3 separate regions of the Zea mays genome follow, and regions 2 and 3 are each linked to region 1. The links are chromatin contacts, called in public Hi-C maps. All regions are on one chromosome and are shown on one strand. Each heading gives the region's core, a stretch centred on a gene start, on an enhancer-like site or on the middle of the called end of the contact. The rest is flanking DNA. Distances are from core to core; before and after follow the strand shown.

The links. Hi-C and Micro-C count contacts between places; a contact is called where the count stands out from the background.
Region 2: a contact with region 1 is called in a Hi-C map of ear, with 4 times the contacts expected there. The contact joins the promoter of LOC100282007 here to the promoter of LOC100277939 in region 1. A contact is called at or near these places in 3 of 25 Hi-C or Micro-C datasets (ear, endosperm and tassel).
Region 3: a contact with region 1 is called in a Hi-C map of tassel, with 4 times the contacts expected there. The contact joins the promoter of LOC100282026 here to the promoter of LOC100277939 in region 1. A contact is called at or near these places in 2 of 25 Hi-C or Micro-C datasets (ear and tassel).

What each region holds. Positions count from the first base shown.
Region 1 is chr3:31,044,392-31,049,306 of Zm-B73-REFERENCE-NAM-5.0, forward strand. LOC100277939 reads left to right here and starts at 2,464. Exons shown (of 1, transcript NM_001151379.2): 1 at 2,464-3,667. The coding sequence starts at 2,519. The coding sequence ends at 3,469.
Region 2 is chr3:31,542,512-31,547,426 of Zm-B73-REFERENCE-NAM-5.0, forward strand. It overlaps LOC100282007, which reads left to right and starts at 2,574. Exons shown (of 4, transcript NM_001368111.1): 1 at 2,574-2,822; 2 at 3,000-3,242. The coding sequence starts at 3,062.
Region 3 is chr3:31,475,051-31,479,965 of Zm-B73-REFERENCE-NAM-5.0, forward strand. LOC100282026 (ribokinase) reads left to right here and starts at 2,737. Exons shown (of 8, transcript NM_001154939.2): 1 at 2,737-3,144. The coding sequence starts at 2,959.

The DNA of each region.
Region 1 (4,915 bases), core at 1,214-3,713:
TCCGTGGACGACGCTGATATTTTTACCGAGGTGTTCGGGACCACGCTAGGTCTAGACTAATCCTCGCTGGTGCCCCTACACAAAGGGTAGCCCACGCGAGGGCCAAGCATCACAGACGAGTAACTCTGTGTCGTAGGCCTTCTCTACGCTCAAGTGGTGCTCCACTTCCGGCTCCTCTCGGACGCTCCCCGTTGTAGTTACTACCGAGCTTCCGATCTAAACGCTGCAAGCCTCGTTCCCTTTGGTACACTGTGGCAGCCGCACCACAAATGTGGTTGATACTGTCTTTCAAGACTCTCGCCCCACTCGGTACAATTACAACGACTCACGCAAGATCGGAGGGGTTTTGTGGGTTTTCTAAACTCACTCAACTAACTAGGCACAACATAGATCAAGCGCATAAGCGGTCTAACTAACCTAAGCACTTCGTAAAAGCACCTACACTAATCACCGAGTGATTCTATTATGCACTTGATTGTTTGAGCACTTGGAGATGTGTATCACATGTGTTGGTATGTTGCTTGGGTATTTATAGTGCCCACTCAATTCTAGCCATTGAAGAAATTATGTAGATTTTCTGTCTACGTGGCATCGGTCAGGTCTGGTGTGCCACTGGACCGTCCAGTCCAAGCTTGCACGTTAGCTAGATGTTGCACCTGTTGCCACTATAGACGATCTGGTGTGCTACCCGCACGGTCCGGTGCCCGCCACATCATATAGTCGTTGGACCACGGTTCGGTGCGCCACCAGACCGGTCCGATGCGCCAGCTGTCCGAGAGCCAATTGCAGAACTCTCTGCACACACGGTCCGGTGTGCCAGCTGATAGCCCACTTCTTGAATCTTCTATCTTGTTTTCTTGGGCTCTTTTGGTCTTGTGTCTTGGACTTATGCTGAGTATTTGTAAGTCTTCTAGTGGTCTTTTATCTCTTTTTTTGAGGTGTTGCATCCTAAGAGCCTACGTCCAATACACTTCGCATCCTTTGAACTACAAAACACAAACACTTGAAACACATTAGTTCACTGGTTATGTTGTTCATTAAACACCAAAATCATTTAGTAAAATGGGTCAGGTTCCATTTTCCTTATAGGTTCATCCAAGTAAAGGCTAACATGTTTAGTAGGGCTAAATCCATCTAATGTTATATTTTTAGTATGTAAATAAATATATTAGCGGCTAATTTCGATTAGCGCTAAACAATGTATCTCTTAGATCCGGACCTCTCCAAACGCTATAGCCAACTAAATTGCTGCTATTAGTCGGCTATTTAGAACACTGCTAAGAAGTAGTTTAGGGAGGTAGATTGGTTTTTTACATACCTAAATGTTGGGCCAATGCAAATATTAAGGACCTCTTTGGCATAGCTTTTTGGGTGGCTTCGGCCTCGGCTCATTGTGAAGCCCTGCCAAACGATCACAAAAAAGGCTTCTCGTCGAGAGCCCTGCAAGAGATGGAGTCATTTTCTTGTTGGGAGCTAGAGCACAAAAACCTGGCTTCTACTGGCTCCTACATTTTTCTCATACACCATTCAAAAGAAACACAAAAGAATCTATTTTGCCAAATAAATTGCAAAACGGCTCTGGCTCCTCTAGAGAAGCCAATGATTTAGATTGGAGCTATTTTCAGAGGAGCCTAACATTTGTTGGGTTCAATGTATAGCTGTACATTTGGACCGAAGCACGAAAAAGTATGACCTGGGCATGACACATGCAAAATATTTTAGTGTCGGTCGGCCCAGCCCACGGGTAGGCACAACCCGTTTCAGATAGACACGAAATGGTCCATCATATAGAGGCACGAAAATGCCAATATATTCATTAAAACCACACTTTATTCCACACTTTCATGTATTTGATAAAGAAGGCAACGCTAAATATGATATTTGTTAGATGTTTTTTGCAGCTTTGAATTAGAGAATATGACGTAATTTTACTTTTGTTATGAACATTAGACAATGAACTAAACTTACGAACTCTATCTGGAGCTGGTTATACTCTTTTTCTTTTCTAACAAAGGGTTTTTTAACGAGGTAGTCATTGCACAACTTTAGTAACTTAATAGAAACATTAAGTTTTCTTTTGGTCAAATTTGTTTATCTTATCTGGTATTTTTTTATTAAACTTGTGTGAATTTCGGGCTTAATGTAATTTTTTTGAGACAGAAAATGAATTTTAGGTCGTCCGAAATAAGTTCGACATATTTAAACAATCACATAGCCCGATATCTGAATCAATGGACCGGCCACGATATAACCCAAAATAATCACGAGTTGTGTTGAACCAAAATTCAAACCGGGTTTTTTTGGGCTCGGGCCGAGAATGTACACGTATAGTTCAATGTAAAGTGTGATCTCTGCGGCTGACTCATGGGCCAGTTCGGCACGCCCAAGTCCAGTCCAGAGTCTTCTAAATCCTGATCAGCAGCAGCCGAGCAGAAAGGAGGCGCGGCCTGCCGAATTCTCCTCGTCCTAAAAAACCCTAACCCCAACTCCCCACACTCGTCTCGCCGGGGGCGGCGCGATGAGGGCTATCACCGGCGGCGTCGTCTCCTCCCAGCCCTGTCCCCTCCACAAGGCCGCCCTCTTCCTCAAACGCTTCACCGAGTCTGCCGCCTCCCACCTACCCTCCTCCGACTGCTGTAACTACCTCCGCAACGCCGCCGACGCCACAACACAGCTCAGCCGCTTCCGCAAGGAACTCGGCGGCAGCCACAAGCAGGGTGCCGCCAACTCCGATGCCCACTACTATGATGATCCGGTGAAGGGCAATAGAAATCACGAAGATCAGGAGAGCAAAGGGGACATGGCGATTGCCGCTGATGATTCCAACCGCGATTCTGCCGCTGAGGCGAAGCTAGATGTTGCCTCCGGTAAGAAGGGCAATAAGAAGAAGAATGGGGATCCACTGGAGGATAGAGCGGTTGCCCGTGCTAACTCGCACATCCCCCCTTCACCAGAAATTGCCACTGAGAAGAGGAAGAAGAATCATCCGAATAAGGAAATCATCGTCGATGTGAAGCAGGAGCCTAACTCCCACATTCTCCCTTCACCAGAAATTGCCACTGAGAAGAGTAAGAAGAAGAGTCGTCCGAATAAGGAAATCATCGTCGATGTGAAGCAGGAGCCTAGTTTTGTGGTGGAAGAAGAGCTGGTGAGTGAAAAGAAGAGCAAGAAGAAAAAAGAGAAGGATCATGTGAAACTGGAGGAGAATGTGAATGAGGTGGAAGAGAAAATTGTCAATGACAGTGCAGCAGAACAAAGAGTTGCCATAACTGAGAGGGAAAGGAAGAAAAAGAAGCATAAACAAGAGGAATGCACTGAGGTTGTGAAGGAGAAGAAAATCACTGATGGTGATCTAGACCGAGAGAAGAAGAGGAAAAAGAAGAGGGATAGAGGTGACAATTATGACAATGCTCCAGAGCAGGTAGAACATATAAATAAGAAGCAAAAGAAGCATCTGGGGATTAGTTAGGAGAATCCTTACTCATTGGAGATGTATGGGAGTTTGTGACTGGTGAGGTTCCTGATGTTGTATTTTGGGCTTGAATTTGATTACTACTATGGCTGTGTTCTTTTGGCTACTACGCCAGACTCCACAGTTTTGTTCTGTAAAACATCCAATTTATATGTTATGGCCATGAGGCCCAAGCAATGATATTGAATTGTTACTTCAAATGCTCTGGATTTCATGTTATATCCTGTCATTAGAATTGTCAATTGTACCTAAGAGAAAACAGGGCACAGCAAATTATACACACGAAATTTAACATTTTATTGATAACGCAGCACGCCCACGCTGAAACAGTTCTTTATGTTTTCATTGACTGTTAACATTGAAGCAGTTTTGTGGGTTTTAATTGACTGTTGATCTCATATTTGGAAGTTGGAACTATTATGCTTTGTACCAATTAGACTAGCGATGTGAACTGAAAGGCTCACAACAGAAGCTATTGTTTTGCAGCATTAACTTGCTGTAAATTTGCTCTGTCGTCCATTGGGCACCTTATGTTGTGCATAAAATTCTTGAAAGTTCTAGTTGAAGCGTAAAGACAACTCTCATCGTTGCTGCCTTGGCATATATTACCTTCGTTCTCAAATATTTGTTGTCCGCTAGTTTATTTTTGAACTAAACCGCGACAAATAAAAAAGAACGGAGGGAGTATTCATTAATATATGGTTACTTCGGTTGTGTTATCTTTCAAAGATTGGCAAATTTGTGCTATCCATGATGGTGTATGATTCACAGAATATAGAATATGTGAGTGGTCTTGTGTGTTTTTCCTTTGCACCAATCACATGCTGACAATCTCAAATGATATTTCAGTATGAACACATTGTATTTAGATTATGTTGTAAAATAATCTCACCTGTCATTCAACTTTGAATTTTCTTATCGGGTAATGGCGTTTGTTTGTTGTAACTGTCTAACTGAAATAATTTATACCAAGACTGTTGCTTGCATTCTTAACCATGGTAACTCACGAACGTTTGAATGTTTAGTGGAATTGTGCTTTTGGCTTCTGATTGCTGAAACCTTCATGGCTTCATCTGTCAATTCGAAATTTGATAGTATCTACATGTTTGCATTGCTATTGATCTAATCTGTGTCCAACTATATGCAGGAGCATTTAAGAAGCGCTGAGTGGGTAACCGGGTGCCGCCTAGTGCCTAGGCCTTCGTACATTTGGCTTATTAATGCACGAAAGGTAGAAAAACATACGTAAAAAATAGAGATATCAATAGACAAAACTGAGAGAAGTGTGCCTAGCACTATGCCACTATGCAAGGTGGTGATGCTTGCTCTTCCTAGTGCAGTAGTGCCTGTGCGCTGTTTTTGTTTTTTTTTTGAACAAACATATATATGACCAACTTGATTGAGCAGAAATGCATAGGCTGTAATTGTTCTGATAGGAAATTG
Region 2 (4,915 bases), core at 1,324-3,823, 500 kb after region 1:
CTCGGTAATCTTCATGGCGAGGTCGAGGACCTTGGGGTCCACTTCCTCACCGGAAGATGTGACGGGGATTTCCTCGAGGAGAGGATCCACATGGTCCCGTTGTGTAGACATGATCGTTTCCTCACGCGGTTAAGCGTAAAACGAGGCACGAAGCTCTGATACCAATTGAAAGTAGCCTAGAGGGGGGGAGTGAATAGGCTACACTTGAAAATTTTCACTAAAAACTTCGAAATAGGTTAAATTAAAGTTGCACTGGTGCAAACCGGTTCAGTCGATTTTAATCACGACTGAACAAGTTTGAACCTGCTCAACTTAAATTTGATAATCTATTGAACAAATGCGAAGTAGTGAAGAATATAGCTAAAGATTTGCCCTACACAAAATCTACTCAAATGAATAATATGAACCAACCACTGAATATAAAGCGCTTGACAAGAACACACAAGAACACGTGATATAACCCGAGGTTCGGCAACCACCACAAAGGTGTCCTACTCCTCGTTGAGGAACCCACAAAGGGCCGGGTCTTTTCCAACCCTAATCCTCCACAAGCTGACCACAAAGGTCAAGGCAATCTCTTCTCAAATCAGCTCAAGGAGCGGGTGATACAAACTTCTTGGGGGTCGTCCACAAATTTGGAGACTCCCAAGCAACCTCTAACCGTCAAGGAACTCGAGGTTCCAAGAGTAACAAATCCGCACACGGTTAAGTTTGCAACGAGCTCAAGAACAAGAGAATGGGAGAATCGAGATGAAATTGACAGCGAGTTCGATCGAGTTCACCTCACACCAAGGGTCCTTCAAATGATTGAAGGAGATGCGGTTGCGGGTGTGAAAGGTGAAATGAATGCGCTTGTTTGAAGGTTGGTCAGCCAAGAATTCGTGGGAGAGACATGAGTAAATGAGAGAGAGAGTGTGAGGGGGTATATAAAGGATCCCCCAAAAGCTGGCAGCCGTTGGGAGAAAAGGAGCAAAAACTGGTTGAACCGGTTTTCAGACCGGTCGAACCGGTTTCTACCAGGGGGATCCCGGTCCACTGAGCTACTCAGTCGGAGACTCGACCGGTTTCAAAACCGGCTGAGTAGGGAAAAATTTCGGCTCAACCGGTTTCTGAAAAATATCTGCTGCGACTTTTTCTGACAGCTCTGACTGTCAGACAGGTCAGAGCAGATGTGGCAGGTGAACAGTACTGAAACCGGTTGAACCGGTTTCAGGACCAGTTGAACCGGTTTTGGGGGCTGAAACCAAACTTTGGGTATTTTGAAGAGAACAAATGGGGAGACTTTGTGGGAAGTAAAATTTGTTTTTCTCAAGGGCATTCATGATCTGGGAAAATGATCTCCAAGGAGTTTTCAAAAGATTTTGAACTTGGCTCGTTTCACAACTTACTTAACCGTCGCGGATCCCTCTTAATTGTACGACGATTCATATGACTCAAGAATTATAAATTTAGCACCGCCGTTGTTTCTTAGCACTTGGAGCACGCCATTTGATGTGGAATTTTAAATCCGCTGTGCTTTATACTTTTATGCTCGTAAGATCTGTGCTTCTCCTGTCTGTAGAAATACTGTGTACATACTAGGAGCAAACTTGTTAGAATCTTAGTTTGTTTTGTCATTAATCACCAAAACCCTCAATTAGGGTTGATTGCACTTACAAGGAGGACATGGTGGCGCCTGCCACACTTAGGTTATCTTGGCGATGAGGAGTCCAGGTATAAGATATTAGACAACCAAGGTCCGTATCGTGGCAGCAGTCGGCATATGCTATGGAGTTGTTGGTGGTGTTGTGTCGCTTCGGCGTGTCCAGGGTTGGCAAGACACTCGCATTCTCTCGTCCTTCTCGGACTGACGTCTAGTGCGGGTGCCTCTCGGTTTGGAGCTGGTCCGACTGGACTTTTTCCCCGCTTGCGTGCTCTATCCTTATATATGTCTAGCGGTACCACCTATGTCGCCTCCAGATACCCAGTTCTTCGTCGTGTTCTTCTCCGGGAACGAACAGGTATGTCCGCCTCTTTCCTTCCCCTCCTGCTCTACGAAACATTGGAAGTGGGGAAGGCGAGGGATGAGGTCTCTGATTTGCTGCATATGGTAACCGTGCGTCCATAAAAAATATTATGCGAAAAGCGAAGACAATCAATAAAAAACCTTGAGATCTTTTTGTGATAGTTTATGTGGGTATTATTGTGAGCCGTCGCAACGCACAGGCAACCGACTAGTAATATTAAAAATATGTCTCAACGGAATAAAAAAAAGACAACACACCAAATTTCAGTGATCGAGGAGACATTGGCAATTTTGCCATTATGATTTGTGGGCTTCGTCAGTATGCCATCAGACCCACAAATCATAGACACATAATCCCACCAGTAATAGACACAGGATGACATAATAACATACATCAAAATTGGGAGTGGCAAAATCACAAATTTCTCGTGATCGAGCTGGGCCTGATTCTAGGCCAATAGTGGGCCGAAAGAAAAGCACGGCCGTTTCCGGGCGGGTCATCATTGTGCAAGCGGTGGAGTCTGGACTCTGGAGTCGAGGAAACCATCGTCAATCAAAAATCAAAAACAAAAGAAGCAAACCTCGTCGTCACGCCATCCCTCTCCACCTCTCGTCTTCCAGACGCCTCCAATCCGGGCTCCCAGCGTCTCGGAAAAGAGGAGCAGCACGGCACGGCGGCGATGGCGAGGAACGCTCCAATAATATGCTAACCCGTTCTACCCAGTCCAATTAGCAGCCTCCCAAGGAGAAGGAGATCCAATCCTGCGGGCGGGCGTCCCCGTATCCCATCCATCGATCCGAATCTCGGAATCTGCAGGTGAGGAGACTCATCGGTTCCCTTTTTGAGTAGCGACTCATCGGTTTCTCACCATCACTTCCACTTGGGGATTTCAATCGAATGGTGAATAGGAGTTACCAATCAACACTCCTTTCTTTTCTTTTTCTTTTGCAAACAATCCATCGAGAAAATCTTATTCTTACGCGATTCCTTCAGGACCCTGCGGCGCGGCTTCTTCGTGGAGAAGAGGTTGCTGCCGAAGCCACCGCCAGGTAGCCATGTCGTCCTCCGTGCTGAGGGCTGCGGCCGACAGGGCCATTCGCAGGCAGGCCCTCACGCTGACGAACGCCGCGGTGTCCAGGATCCGGCAGCTCCTCAGCCTAAGGCAACGGCCATACCTGCGGCTGGGTGTCAAAGCGCGAGGTTGCAACGGCCTCTCCTACACCCTCAACTATGCCGGTATACTTACTGCTACCTTGTCGCACAGATCAACTTTCTGCACCTGTTTTTCATCGTTTCACAAATTCACATTAACAACATCCGATTTCATAAAGGGCGGGGGGAAATGAATAAAGTGATAAGCTTATATAACACGTCTTGCTTAATACTATCCCGGTCATCCAATATGTAGAATTTTGTATAAGATCCTTTATTGCAAAATGTTACTTCTGTTGTATCGTGATGTTCAGCCATATACCATGGTTAGTGTTCTTACCATTTATATTATATTTCGTCACTTTTCAGTTATATTGGTAATTGGTATGGCAGATTAATTACCAGACTAGTCATAATACCCAGTGGCAGATCCAGAAATGGATCGCGGGTGGGGGATAAGTTAAATGTAATGATGAATGGAATATTAGAAATAATAGTATCAATTAAAAATGCTCATGATGGCATATAATCCCTCCATTCTCTTTTATAAGGCATAGCTTACCTGACAGGCTGACACGGCCTTATAGATTACCCTTTGACAATCTATTTATTTTATTTTATATTATTATGCTTATAGGCTTATGATAATTACAAATTAACCATATCAACTTTGTGCTATAATAGTTCAAAATTGTTAGTCAAAGATTGTGAGGTTTGAATCTTGATATGCATGTGCGCCTTATAAAAGAGAATGGAGTATAAGTATATATAATAACTTTGTTCGTAGAAGAATACGAAATAAGAGATCCGATAACCAAAAGTCATACATGTATGCACAATATCACATAGCTTTCCCCTACCATCTAAAATTGTATATTAAAATTTTCAAATTGTTGTATACTTCATATAAACAAGATTACATTGTAAATTGAAATGAAGTACTACAATACATACCACTCATTGTGTACATGACAAATTTATCATAACATATTGTTTCTTGTAGCCAGAAAGCGCTTTAATCTTTTTATCTTTAATGAATGTAAACAAATGCCACTCGGTGTAGCAATTTAGAATCAATTATTATGGGTATGAAAAATAGGAAATAGCAATCAAAATGGGATGAACTTATACTGTAGTACTAGACCATAGAACATTCTTTGCCTCATTGGCTCACTGTTGCAGCTAGCATACCAACAGATGGGGGATTAGAGCGGTGATCGCCTGGCCAGCTGGGTGCCTGCTGGATGCTGCCTAGAGATGCTATTCCCTTTGAATGGTGGCCAGCTGAGCGCTTGCCGCCTGCTTTCCTGGGACCATTGTTCACCTTAGGGGCTAGGGATCGCTGGCTATGAGCTTGGGGATTGCCGGTTTGAGGTGATGGCCGATGATTGATTATAGCCAACCGGAGCAGGAGAAGGGATGGGTGCAGCTTGCTGGAAGATGCCGCCACGGAGAACAGAAATGGTAGAAGGATTAGGCTTGATTTTCCAAAAGGTAAGTCGATTGAGGTGGAGAGATGATGATTTAAGGCTCTAAACGTACGGCTTCTTGCAATCACTACACCACTGCTCCATTGGTTATCACCCGTGCCACAAGGATGTCCTCGCTAAGAAGGCTTATTTCCTGTAAGCGCAATCGAGAACACAAGGAAGAACATGGAAGTTCTAGTCAACTGAATCGATTATGAAGGTGGGGTTCAACAAACTGATGATTGCTTGTATTGTTCTTAACAGATTGAACCTAAGATAACATCTGAA
Region 3 (4,915 bases), core at 1,487-3,986, 430 kb after region 1:
ACAGTGTCCGGTGCGCCAACGGCTCTCAGACTCCAACGGTCGGCTTCGCCAAATAAGGAAGGATATCTGCACCGGACAGTGTCCGGTGGTGCACTGGACTGTCCGGTGCGCCAGTCGATAGAAGGCATGATCTGCCTTCCAAGATTGCTCTCAACGGCTCCTAGCTGCCTTGGGGCTATAAAAGGGACCCCTAGGCGCATGGAGGAGCACACCAAGCATTCCTTGAGCACTCTTGATCACTCACACTCCATTCTTGCGCACTTGTTCGACATTCTAGTGATTTGAGCTCCGTTCTAGTGTGCTAGTCTTTTGAGCTTAAGTCTGGGTCTTGTGTGTGTGTATTTGCTGTGATCTTAGTGTCTTGTGTGAGTTGCTAATCCCTCCCTTACTCCGTGCTTCTTTGTGAACTTCAAGTGTAAGGGCGAGAGGCTCCAAGTTGTGGAGATTCCTCGCAAACGGGATTAAGAAAAGCAAGCAAAACACCGTGGTATTCAAGTGGGTCTTTGGACCGTTTGAGAGGGGTTGATTGCAACCCTCGTCCGTTGGGACGCCACAACGTGGAGTAGGCAAGTGTTGGTCTTGGCCGAACCACGGGATAACTATCGTGCCATCTCTGTGATTGATATCTTGTGGTTATTGTGTTTTGTTGAAGACTCCTCTCTAGCCACTAGCAATTATTGTGCTAACACTTAACCAAGTTTTTGTGGCTTAAGTTTCAAGTGTTACAGGATCACCTATTCACCCCCCTCTAGGTGCTCTCAAGATGAGTATCCTTAATTCAAGACTTTGGTGTTTTATACTCCATTCGTTCCAATTTATAATTCGTTTGACTTTTTTACCTCATGTTTTAATGTCTCGTCTTACTAAAAAATCATAATTGTTATTAGTTTTTACTATAATATCGTTTAGCATATAATGTACTTTAAATATGGCTTTGATTTTTTTGCAAAAAATTTAAATAAGGTAAGCCGATCAAATTTGGTAAAAAAAAGTCAAACGAATTATAAATTGTAACGAATAAAGTATTATTTATTTATTATTATTATTGTTGTTGTTGGAGTTGGAGTTATGTTCAATATATTTAATAGATATGTTTGCAAGGAGACAAGAACCATCTAAGCAAAGGTAAGGTGAGTCGTCTTTCTCCGTAAGGGTTTGTATAATTACGTCTAGATCGATCGAAGGAATCAGAAGTAATTAAGTTTTTTCATAGTCAAAATTAAATAGAAAAATATTTAATTCCTCAATTCTCTTCGATCAAGACGCAATCAAAAGCCCATAACTTTGATTTGAGCAATCATCCCATTTAAATTGAGGTGATGTATCATGGATTCATTCATCAAATTTAGTGAAATGACTCCATTTCAAATATTAGTACTAAGGCCCTGTTTGTTTCAGATTATAATCTCTCTAGATTATATAATCCATCTCAAATAATCAAATAGTTAAACAAACACCTAGATTATGGGTCAGATTATATAATCTAAACCCCAAATTATGATAATCTCATAATCTTCTCAAGACTAGCTTATTTGAGATTATTTTGGTAAAAGACCCACTGTCCATAGTTATGTAAATAGAAATTACAATATATGCCATCCTTTTTTCCCACCTCAAATAAATAATAAGGGTATTGTTGTCTTTGTGAATAATCTACATTGGTATAATCTAAACTACCAAACAACTACATATAGATTATAATATATCTAGATTATAATCTGGATTATATAATTTAGATTATAATCCAGATTATATAATTTATAAGTTGAAACAAACAGGCCCTAAGCCCTGTTTGTTTCAGATTATAATCTCTCCAGATTATATAATCTAGCGCAAATAATCCATTAGGTAAACAAACAACTAGATTATGAGTTCAGATTATATAATCTAAAGGCCAGATTATGATAATCTCATAATCTCCTCAAGGGTAGCTTATTTGAGATTATTTTGGCAAAAGAACCACTACCCATGGTTATGTAAATAGAAATTACAATATATGCCATCTTTTTTTCTCACCTTAAATAAACAAACAAGGGTATTATTGTCTTTGTGAATAATCTACATTTGTATAATCTAAACTACCAAACAACTACATATAGATTATAATATATCTAGATTATAATCTGGATTATATAATTTAGATTATATTCCAGATTGTATAATCTATAAGCTGAAACAAACAGGCCCTAACTGACTACGAGAAATGAGATGATAATAGATTAACTCATTATTCAAATCAAATACCCCGTAATTCAAACCAAACATCCCATGACTCTTCGTGCCGCAAGTCCGCAACTCGCCAAAGGTTCGTCACGCCTCTACGCATGTGTCGCCGTTCATTCCCAGGCGCTGGCTCACTAACAGCCCGTTCGTTTACATAGGAATAAACCTGAATTCATTTTAGCTTATCAAAATTTATATAAATTAGAGAAATAATTCGGCTAGAAATTATTCCGGATCTCCAATCCGTAAAAACCAAACAGAGCCTTAAAAGTCAAGTGAACGTTTTGTTTGCCGCACTCGCGGCATGGTTGTCTTCCAAACATGGTTTAAACCTTCGTGCTCACAATTTTGCTCATGCGGGGCGGCAGAGGTGATTGAGAAGGGGTTTATTTATAATAAATGTTTTGTTATGGCTCCATAATACAGTGGTGTGGCTTTACCGCTTGGGTCACCTAGGTAATTAAACAAGCAAAAAATGGTTAATTAGAATCTTAATGCCAGATTTATCCACGTAACGACGCATCGAGACCCATGCAAGGGTAATGATGAAGAGTGCCCACGAAGCTTGTGTGTCCGCGGTCCGCCTTGTCCCCCACCTCCTATAAAACGGGAGCGAAGACGGCCCTCCCCTTGGAGACTTGCAATCCCATCTGCTCCGGACAGAGCCCTCGCTCCACACCGCCGGCGACCTTTTTCCTCCTCCGCTCGAGGAGTGGGCCAACGGAGGGAGACCATATGGGCGCGGAGGCAGCGCATGGGCATCCGCAGCAGCAGCCTCCCTCGTCCCTCCGACCCGGCAGGGAGGCCGCGGCGCCGCCCGCGGTGGTGGGGCTGCAGCTCTCGGCGCTGATCGACCACGTCGCGCGCGTCGACTGGTCCCTCCTCGACCGCGTCCCTGGCGACCGCGGCGGCTCGCAGCAGGTACTTCCTTCTCCTTCCCTCCCTCCCACGCGCAACACGGCCGTATAGTTATAATTCGCTTCGCTTCAACTTCTCCAATGTGCAGCTGTCCATTTATTCACAAATTGAAATCGCAATCCGACTTTGCAATGTCTGGTCTCGTAGAGCCAGTAACACTTACGCCGCATGATTGCCAGATGCTCTCCTCCTTCTTAATGTTTCTTCGGAGATTCCCTATATCTATCCAAGGGCCAACACGTCCTCGGAATTCTACACCCTTCCCTTCCTTTTTTCCCCTTTTGGGTTTCAGGATGGGTCGTTTGCCATCATATGGTTGTTCGAGCCTTTGAGGTAGGTTCTTGCATTAGTGCCGAGTTCTAGCTTTAATTGCGGCCCCACCATGTTGTCGGCTGGCCATGTGAGTATGTGACGTTTGGATCGCTTGTTCTTCAACACCTAATGCATTCAATTTTGTGATGGAATTACTGTATATTTTTCTGAAAAAACACTAATTCCCTGCCGCAAAAGAAACCTGTCTAATCTGAATTAGAATTTCATTCATTATCCCTATATCTCTGTGCTTGAAATGATTTGCAGCTAGTTTTGTTTGGTTCCTTAGAAAAAAATGCTTTTGAATAATGAATGGGTTGCTGAATCATGTTTTGTCTCTTTTGAATTGCCAATAAATTGCTTGTTCTTTTGTTCCACATGGTTCCACTCTTTCTGTACTTGAGCAGAATGATTAAAAAAGCAAGTACTTTCGGAGTTTACAGGCAGATATTTCCTAAATTTGACCTGGTCTGTGCTTTAGTTAACTGTAGCTATTATTGATTAAACCTGTTATTGCTTTCACTGAAAAGGGGCCTGCCTGATGGTTGGCATGGTCTACACTGCACACTTCAGGAATGGTCAACAGGTCAAGCAACAAGCATGGACTAATGTTTCTCAAATTGATTGGTCCGTTGACACCTAACTGTTTAGGCCCCAGAGTTGGTAAAAGTTTGTAATGAAAGAAACTGCTTGCTACTATCGACAGGCATCCTTGACTTTTTTTATGCAAATAAATGTAGATGCAGATCCAACTTGTCAAATTTTATTATAATTAAATGTGTCATCGTCATATTTCATCTTCGCAATGTTGTCCAGCCTTGGTCTGCAAAAAAAAAAGTTGTTCAGCATTCCCTTTAATTATCATTTATCAAGGGAGAAAAGGTACACCTGGAATGGTCTTGAATCTTAATATCAGTTCTATTTGACTCGAGACACTCAACCAAATAAGAATTAGGCCCCTCTTACGATGTGATTGCTGAGTCCTTGTATAATCTCTACATTGCAATTTTCTTTTCTTTTGGATAGATGAAACGTTAATTTCATAATGCTTAGATAAACCATGTACTTATATCTTCTGGATTTTGTGAAATGGGTTAGAGGTTTTCCCTCTTATTCGAACCCACTTAATTTATGATCTGAGAGTCAGAGATTCTTCAGTTGATCATGCTGAATATTATTAATTTTCTTCCTGTTGGTTAGTATGATTCCAAGAGGAAGACATTTGGCTTTAGCTTGCAAACACATCAAAAGCACATCTGCACATGCATACATGTCCAGGAACATATCTATCATTCTATCCTATTCTTTGATGCCATTCAAAATAAATTAGGAATTAAAGCTACCCAAGTAAAGTGGAAATTGTATGTTTTGCTAGTTGATGACCTTCCACAGCCTTTTAGCTATTGTTTGGAGGTTGAAGAATCATGTGTCCAGTCTATTTTATTGTATTTTTTGTGGTCGC